3 separate regions of the Mus musculus genome follow, and all the other regions are linked to region 3. Evidence: chromatin contacts called from public Hi-C and promoter capture Hi-C data. All regions are on one chromosome and are shown on one strand. The core of a region is the stretch at or near the end of the contact, and the rest is flanking DNA. Distances in the headings are between cores, read along the strand shown.

What was found. Promoter capture Hi-C pulls out the DNA fragments that hold promoters and counts their contacts. Hi-C and Micro-C count contacts between places; a contact is called where the count stands out from the background.
Region 1: a Hi-C map of B cells shows a contact between it and region 3, with 5 read pairs. The contact joins the promoter of Cldn6 here to the promoter of Psmb1 in region 3. A contact is called at or near these places in 1 of 39 promoter capture datasets (cranial neural crest), 1 of 484 Hi-C or Micro-C datasets (B cells) and 1 of 9 other capture datasets (pancreatic islet).
Region 2: a promoter capture Hi-C map of pre-B cells shows a contact between it and region 3, with 5 times the contacts expected there. The contact joins the promoter of Zfp53 here to the promoter of Psmb1 in region 3. A contact is called at or near these places in 3 of 39 promoter capture datasets (cranial neural crest, liver and pre-B cells).

Annotation. Positions count from the first base shown.
Region 1 is chr17:23,678,082-23,680,781 of GRCm38.p6, forward strand. Cldn6 (claudin 6) reads left to right here and starts at 1,284. Exons shown (of 3, transcript NM_018777.4): 1 at 1,284-1,326; 2 at 1,677-1,740.
Region 2 is chr17:21,487,713-21,490,412 of GRCm38.p6, forward strand. It overlaps Zfp53 (zinc finger protein 53), which reads left to right and starts at 1,276. Exons shown (of 5, transcript NM_013843.3): 1 at 1,276-1,553.
Region 3 is chr17:15,497,021-15,499,720 of GRCm38.p6, forward strand. It overlaps Psmb1 (proteasome (prosome, macropain) subunit, beta type 1), which reads right to left and starts at 1,256. Exons shown (of 6, transcript NM_011185.3): 1 at 1,133-1,256. The coding sequence starts at 1,242.

The sequences.
Region 1 (2,700 bases), core at 34-2,533, 8.2 Mb after region 3:
TCTTTTTTGAAAGATACCTTTTATTTGTGTGTGTGTGACACATATGTTTGAGTGTCTCTGGAGTCCAGAGAAGGGCAACGGATCTCCTGGCAATCGAATTTCAAGTGGTTATAAGCTGGGAGCAAAAAAAAAAAAAAAAAAAAAAAGAGCACCTGGAAGAGCAGAAAGGCTAACCCATGAGCCATCTTTCCAGACCCACGTGCTGCTTTTTTTGGTTGGTTGGTTGGTTGGTTGGTTGGGTTTTTGTTTTGTTTTTTTGTCTTGGTGTTTTGTTTTGTTTGTTTGGTTTGGTTTTGGTTTTGGTTTTTCGAGACTGGGTTTCTCTGTATAGCCCTGACTGTCCTGAAACTCACTTTGTAGACCAGGCTGGCCTCGAACTCAGAAATCCACCTGCCTCTGCCTCCGAGTGCTGGGATTAAAGGCATTCGCCACCACGCCTGGCTCTGTGTTTTGTTTTGTGACAAGGTTTCACTGTGCCCTGACTGTCCTGGAACTCACGTTGTAGACCAGGCTGGCCTCAAACTCACAGAGATCCGCTTGCCTCTCCCTTCCCAGCCCTGGTATTAAAGGCATGTGTCACCACGCCTGGCCATATATGTTGCTTTCTGTTGCTTTCTTTCTTTTCTTTCTTTCTTTCTTTCTTTCTTTCTTTCTTTTTTTTTCTCCAAAACGAGTCTCTCTGTATAGCCCTGGCTGTCCTGGAACTCTCTCTGAAGACCAGGCTAGCCTCTAACTCAGAAATCCGCCTGCCTCTGCCTCCCAACTGCTGGGATTAAAGGCGTGAGCCACCATTGCCCGGCTATATATTGCTTTCTTAAGGGCCTCGGGAAGAGCACGAGATGATTCAGTGGGTAAGATTGCCTGCTGCCAAGCCTGGCAATCTGAGTTCGATCCCTGGGGCCCACAGAGTAGAAGAAGAGAACAAACTCTGATCATAGGTATGCAGTGTGACAGGGTGTCGTCGTCGTCGTCGTCGTCCCCCCGCCGTCCCTGCCCCCCAAAGAGTCACAAAAAAGAGTCACAAAAGTAATGTATCCTTAGGTAACATACAGACCTGTCTTCATTCGCAAAGCGAGAAACTGGGACTGGGGAAAGTTGAGTAAAGTCTCAAGTCATAGCCCAGGTTACTGAACTCAGCAGGTTCCGCCCTTGGAGTGGCCACCAACTAAGGGAACTTTGGGAAACGCACGCAGGTGGCTATCGCCGCAGGGGTCTCTGCTCCTCCCAAAGAGAGGTGGTCCAGTGACGTCATTGAGACTTTAAGACCCCTTGCCTCCGCCCTCATTCCTACTTTCGACCTGGAAATCTTAGCAGTCTCTTTTGCAGGTGAGCCTGGGGTATGTGTGTAAATTGCGGGTGTGAAAATACGCAGGCAGGGGATGTGGCAGAGTGCGTGCGGGCGTGAGTTAAATGCTGGAGCTTTGATCCTGGTGGCGGCCACCTGCGGTGGCCACCTAGGCAGGAGAGGGTTGCGTCGGGAGAAGCGCTCGGGTCCCCTCGGCCCCAGAAAAGTTAAACACCCCTCCCCCTCCCCTGGGACAAAGGCACCGAAACCTGTGACGCCCCTCCTCCACCTGCTTGGCCACTTTGGGGCGGGACTCCCTTCCCCCTCACCTGCAGGCGCGGACCCAGCTGCGGGCGCCGCCATTAAGCCCCTCCTGGTCTCGCACTCCTAGGCTCGGATATCAGGGGTGGCCGAACCGGACTGGACGTCCGCAGACAAAGCTGACCGAGCACTCGGTAAGTAGAGAGGGACAGAGATGAGAGGGAGAGAATGGTCCCCAGCGTGAGCCTGCAAGTGAGAGGAGTCGAAAGGGGCCTATGCCATTCTTAGGGGCAAGGTGGACTTGTAGAACCGAGGGTTATGAAGAGCCACAGCAGGGCGCCAAGCAGAACTGATTCCCTTCGTATCAACATCATGAAGAGCAAAATGAAGGACACAGGTGCCTGTCACAAAAGGCACTGGGATCTTGAATTTTAGCTCCTTAAAGCTGTGTGGAGAGGGGAAAGAAAGGTAGCACGGCCTTTGGTCTAAAACTCAAAAGGATGCTCCCAGCCTCGAGGCCCGCACCTTGACCCTTAGAGGTGGAGGTGGGTCAAGAAAGAGCTGGTAGCCTAGGAAAATCTGTTTTGTGGCAAAAGGGCTTGTTTTTCCTTATCTCTCTCACCCTATAGGGTGGGCTGGACCCGGACTGGCAGGGCTTCCAGCAACTTCCAGGGATTGGGAGGAGCAGACCTTGGAACATAGGGAGGGCGAGATTTCAAGGAATTATACCCACCTGAAACAGAGCTGGGGGTTTCCATTTGAACCTTGCTTGGGTGGCAGGAGGAAGCTTCAGGTCTCCTCTGAGTGCTCACGGGATAAGGGTGGGCCTGAAACTTGTATCGAGAGCCCGACCAATCCAAAATTATACTCCCGACATGTCATTGTCTTTGTTCTGATAAAATGTACCTAAGGATGTGACTCAGCTCCTAGACCGCTTGCCTGGCGTGCAAAAAGCCGAAGCCCTGCCTTACCCCTCTGGTGGTAAACCCTGCAGTCCCCGAATTCAGGGAGTGGACACAGAAGGTTCAGGAGTTCACAGCCAGCATCAGCTATGCAGGGAATTTATGGCCAGCCAGCCTGGGCTACATAAGACCCTTTCTCAGCTAAGATATAAAAAACAAAACTAAACTAAAATCTAGACACAACTGTCGCTA
Region 2 (2,700 bases), core at 26-2,525, 6.0 Mb after region 3:
TTCTTCTCAGTGGAGGATACACTGATACCCTTCTGGTAAATGATCTCAGGAGTCATTGTAGAGAGTTGACTTGAGAATAACTGTAAAAGGAAAGTTAAGAAACACAACAGTGTGTGGAACTCAGACAATGGAGGAAAGAAATAAGCAATAGCTGTCCACTGCAGACCTGCCTCAAATCATCTAGAAACTCTGACATCTGGCAGAATATTTGCTTTACATCAATAACTTTTGAAGAATCTAGTGATTCTATCTCTCTCTCTCTCTCTCTCTCTCTCTCTCTTTTTCCCCCCACCCCCCGGAAAGAAAGAAAAGGCCTTTGATGTTTTAAATGGAGCCTTTAATATTACAAAGTCTGGGTCATCAAAACAGTAATCTTCATTATGGTACATTAGTTTACCCAAGTATTGTGAATCTGAGTGCATTAAATTCTTCTTCATCAATTTCTGAGAAAAAATATTTAAAAACAGAAACATGTACTCTGAGTTGCACCCTAAAGCTGATTACTGATTTCTCAATTATTTGTTTCATCTTGGTTTTTCTGAAAATCCATGCAATTATAGTATAAGAAAATGTTAACTCCCCAGAGGTCTACTTACAAATCACAACTGTGTAAGTAATGGAAACATAAAGTTAAGAAACTTGCAAAAGCTTTTAATGAAGTTTAAATCTTAAAACACCGCAATTTATATTAAACTAAAATTATGCAAAGGTAACTGGGGACCACTGATGTGGTTCATAGACATCATAGGCGGGTAGGACTTTTCAATGGCTTCTTCCTTTAAGCTGTTTATCAGGTAGGATTTTTCTTTATTTTAAAACGAAGACTATGTTCCACGTTCCTGAAAAGTCTCTCCCCAAATCAAAATTGCAGTATATGGTTTTGAGTTCTCACGTTTGCATTTTAATAGATGGCATTCTGGCATCTGAATTTAGCCTGTTTTGCTCTTTGGTATATATTATATGGCCCAGAGGCTCATAGTCCAATGGGGGTGTTAGGATGCCTATTTTGTATCTGACGGGTTCAGAACTCACTATGGGGGTCAGATACCGGGATGCTGCGTCATATCAGATCCAGTTCTGGTCCAGGCTCGCAACAAGCAGGTGGGAAGACCGTGCAGATCAAGGCCAGGTCAGCCTTACAGCTGGATCTGTGGGAGGAAGCCTGAGACCGAGTGGGAGGGACTGATTTCCGTGGGGCGGAGCCACTCACCCGGAAGCAGAGGATGGGAGGATGTTACACATTGGCTGGGTGTAGAGGAAGGGTGTGGAGTGGGCGAGTTTAGAGGAGTGACCAGCAGGGATACTGAGATGCAATGTGTGTGAGCCTAAGGAATTGAGGCTAAATAGTCAGAGCCTAAAGTGTTAAGAACGCGTTTCCGGCCTAGGGTCTGCACTGTGTGGAGTCGCGTGGTGCAGACTTGCCTGCAGAGCACACGGCCGGGGTCTCGCGGGACCCGTGAACCCCCAAAGCTACAGGTGCCAGGCGGGGCGTCCTGGGAGAGTCAGCAGCGCCGCGGCGGGAACAGCAGCCTGGCGGCCCTGGAACCTTCCAGGTCAGAGGAGCTGCGGGGCTGCAGAACGGGCGGGAGTGGAGCAGAGCATGATCAATGTCTCCGCAACTCATAAAGATGACAGCTCTCAAAACTGTGCTGTTGGATGTCTTACCCTCGTCGATACATTTTTCAATAATATTGACTGAATAGTGCTATTTTTAATTGATCTTCTACCCTCCACATATTCTCCTACGAATAACCTAGTAGAACATTTAAATTTATCGGTTGATATTTGCAAACGCGGTTCTCTTTGCTATGGTGGAAAGGACAAAGCTCTTGAGATTTTCGATTATCCATACTAACTTCCGTGTGCTACCACTTCCTTATTCAAGAGAGTGGCATATGGACCTAGGGACTATGATTCCATGAAAGCTTCTAGATATTAGTCATGAAAGGAACACCTGCAAATTTAATTAAGAGTACAATTTGTTGTGAGTTCCACAGGTATGGATGTAAACATTAACTTTTAAAAGTCAACGTTTTATCCACCATTAATTTTTCATCTAAAACTCTGTGTATTCACTCTGTGATGTAAATATAGCGTTGTGAAAAGGGTGCCGCCAGGCTTGGTGACACTCATCTTTTATCTCAGCAGTCAGGAGACAAAGACAGATGGATCTCACTGAGTTTGTAGGCCAACCTGATCTACATCGTGAGTTCCAGGACTACCACAGCTACATTGTGAGACCCTGTCTCCAAAAACTTAAATATAAATACAACAACAAGACAAACAAGGGGAAGGAAGAAGGAAGGATGGATAAGAGGGAGGGAAGGAGAGAAAAAAAGTAAGGAAGGCAGGCAAGTCAGACAAAAAAAATTTTTTTTTGTCTTCTTCTGAGTTCTTAATGTTGCAAATTAGAGCCTGGAAAATCACAGTATGCTGTTTGAGGGAATCAGGCTACAGGGTTTTCACAGTTAGACAGCATTTGGTGGTGGTACACACCTATATTCCCAACACTCCAGAGGCAGAGGCAGGTGGAGTTCTTTGCCAGCCTGGTCTACAGAATGAGTTTAAGGAAACCCAAGGCTGCACAGAGAAACCCAGTTTTGCAGCAAAAAGAAAGAGACAGAGAGAATGAAACAAAATTAAAAGGCATTAATTATAGTATATGACAATATTAGAAATAATCTTGTGAATAATTATAAC
Region 3 (2,700 bases), core at 6-2,505:
ACAAAGTAAGTACTTAGTGTTCACGTGCAGCATTAAGCAGCATACTGGAAAAGCAAACTGAAACTGGACTCGGCTGAGAACGCTATGAATTTAAATCCGGTTCTAATTCACACCAGCTCTATAGCCTGGGCTGTTTAGATGCCAAGAGTCAAGAAGTAAAACTATGAAATTATTCACTTAACTGCTTGAAATTAAAACAAACAAACAAACAAACAAAAAAACCTACCTTGAGTCTTCCCCAATCTATAAGTAACTGAAAGGAGCCCACATAGTACATTCACAATTGCTCTTCAAAAGGTACAACCAAGACTAAAATCAACCTTTCACTATCTGTATGATCAACGCTCAACATTCATAAAGCCATATTTAACGTTTTTGCTTTTCTTTCTTGAGACAAAGATTCTCCGTGTAGCCCAGGCTGTCCTGGAACTTGCTCTGTAGACCAGACTGGCCACGAACTTAAGAGACCCACTTGCCTTTGCTAGCAGTAAAGGCGTGCTCCACCACCGCCTGGCTGGTTTTGCTTTTCTTAAACAAGCCCCCCCCCCGCCCCCCTTTTTTGGATAATTAGCTGTTTCAACTTCTAATTTGATGAAGAATACCCCTGTATTGTCAACGGTCCTAAATACAAAGGAAAAATATCTTCGAATAAAGCGGATAATTAAAATGCTAAAGTAATTTGAGAGTAAAAATAAACACACACAAGGGTCCGACTGCCTAAGGCTGTGGATGCAGCTCAGTAGACCTTGCCCAGCAGGCTACGTCTCAAGAGCAGAACAAAACAACCTTCACTTTCATCCCTGAAATTAAGTCTGGTTAATCATGTTAGTTTCCTCTTAAAACAACAAGTGATCAGGCGGCCCAGCGACAGAAACAGCTACTCGTCTAACAACCAAGACAAATCATAACTTCATGTTCGCCCGTTGGCTTTAGAAACGTGTTCAAGCCCTACCAAACAACAGGCCATAGGGCGGAAGATTGAGGTGGGAGCCCGGTTGCTGGAGCAAACGGCACCGAGGGCGTCCATGCACAACTGAGTGCTGGGCTGCAGGCTACATCCCTGCCATTCCCACACCCGCCCGTCGCGACCCCAGGCTCGACCCAGGTGAGGGCAGCAGGCCCAGGCTTTTACCCTCCGTTGAAGGCATAAGGCGAAAACCGCAGCTGCACAGGGCCGGCGGAGCCGTGAGGCCCCATTCCCAGCTCTCGTTCCACGTCTCGGTAAGCAGCAGTGGAAAGCATCGCGCCTAACTCCTGCTGTCTCACGGCAAAATGGCCGCCGGGACCGGTCCACTTCCGCCTCCCTCGCCCCGCCCCCCTAGGCTCCTCTAGCCTGCACTCGTCGTTGCTCTTGGAGGTCTACGCCTGCGTCCGGCTAGCGCACAACCTGGATCCGCCAATCCTGCCAACAGAGAAACCTGTTTTATAACCCTAAGAAAACGTTTGGATTTACTCATGGCGGATAGAAAATTAAAAGTCTGACCATACCAAAAAAATTAACCCAATTACAGAGCAACGACAACTCGGATGTCACATTGGCGAAGTGGCACAGCGTTTGAGACGGGTTAGTAGTTCATGCTGCATTCAAGGCCAATCAGGACGCATGTCAACTGTGTGGTGTACGCAGCCACGAGACCCAGGAAGCAATACCAGATTTCTTTAGCCAGAATATGATGGTTAATATTGTTAATTTCACAGAACTTAGCATCATGTAGGTAAAACCCATGGATGCGTCTATGCGGGTGTTTCAAGGTTTAATTGAGGAGCGAAGACCCAACTAAAATATAAGCGGCGCCACCTCATTGCCTGGATTTCCCGACTAAATAAAGAAGAAGCGAACTAACATTTATCTATTTATGTTTCTGGTCTGTGGATGCAATCCAGTTGGCATGCTTCCCCCTGGGTTGTATCTCCTCAAACAGTAAGACAACATAAAACCCGCTTCCCTTATATTGCCTCTTGACAAGCCTTTGTTAAGTTTTCTCAATTCCCCAGTCTTCTGAGGTTTCCTGTACTTTCAAGAGAAAATGTTTCCTTTAGGGGAAAATAGATACACAGTACTATTGTACTTATTAGAGTCTGTGTAAATAGACAACCTATACAACACCTACACACATAACACACAGATACTGTCCATCACACACACAGACACACACACAGAGAGAAAGAGAGAGAGAGAGAGCGCTAACCTTAACCTAAAGGAGCTCATTACCTCGTTGATAATGCAAAATACAAGGGAAAGGAAGTACGCAGAACAACACATGTATATGCCTTAGATGAACTTCAGAAGGAAAAAAAAATTAAGATATGTTGGAATCAATCAAGCATTATGAAGCAGCCTAAGAAACAGCTGACGTTTTCTTGTGGCAGCAAGGAAGAGAGCTGGTAGTGACCGAGCTAAAAATAGAAATGAATCTGTGACTACAAAGTCGCTTGTTTTGTTGTTCTTCCTTGAACGTAAGTTAACATCTACTGAGAACATGATGAGGAGCGTTTGCTTGACATTTTCCTTAGCCACCTCACAAATCTCAAAGGGGAGGAGCCAGTAAGCTTGCCAAGCAATCTCTGGAGTTCGAAGCCAGCCAGTTCTACAGAGTGAGTCCCAAGAAAGTCGGGGCTACACAGAGAAACTCTTTCTCACAAAAACAAATCATGGAAGACTGAGGATGTAGTTCAGTGGTAGAACGCTTGCTTGGGCTT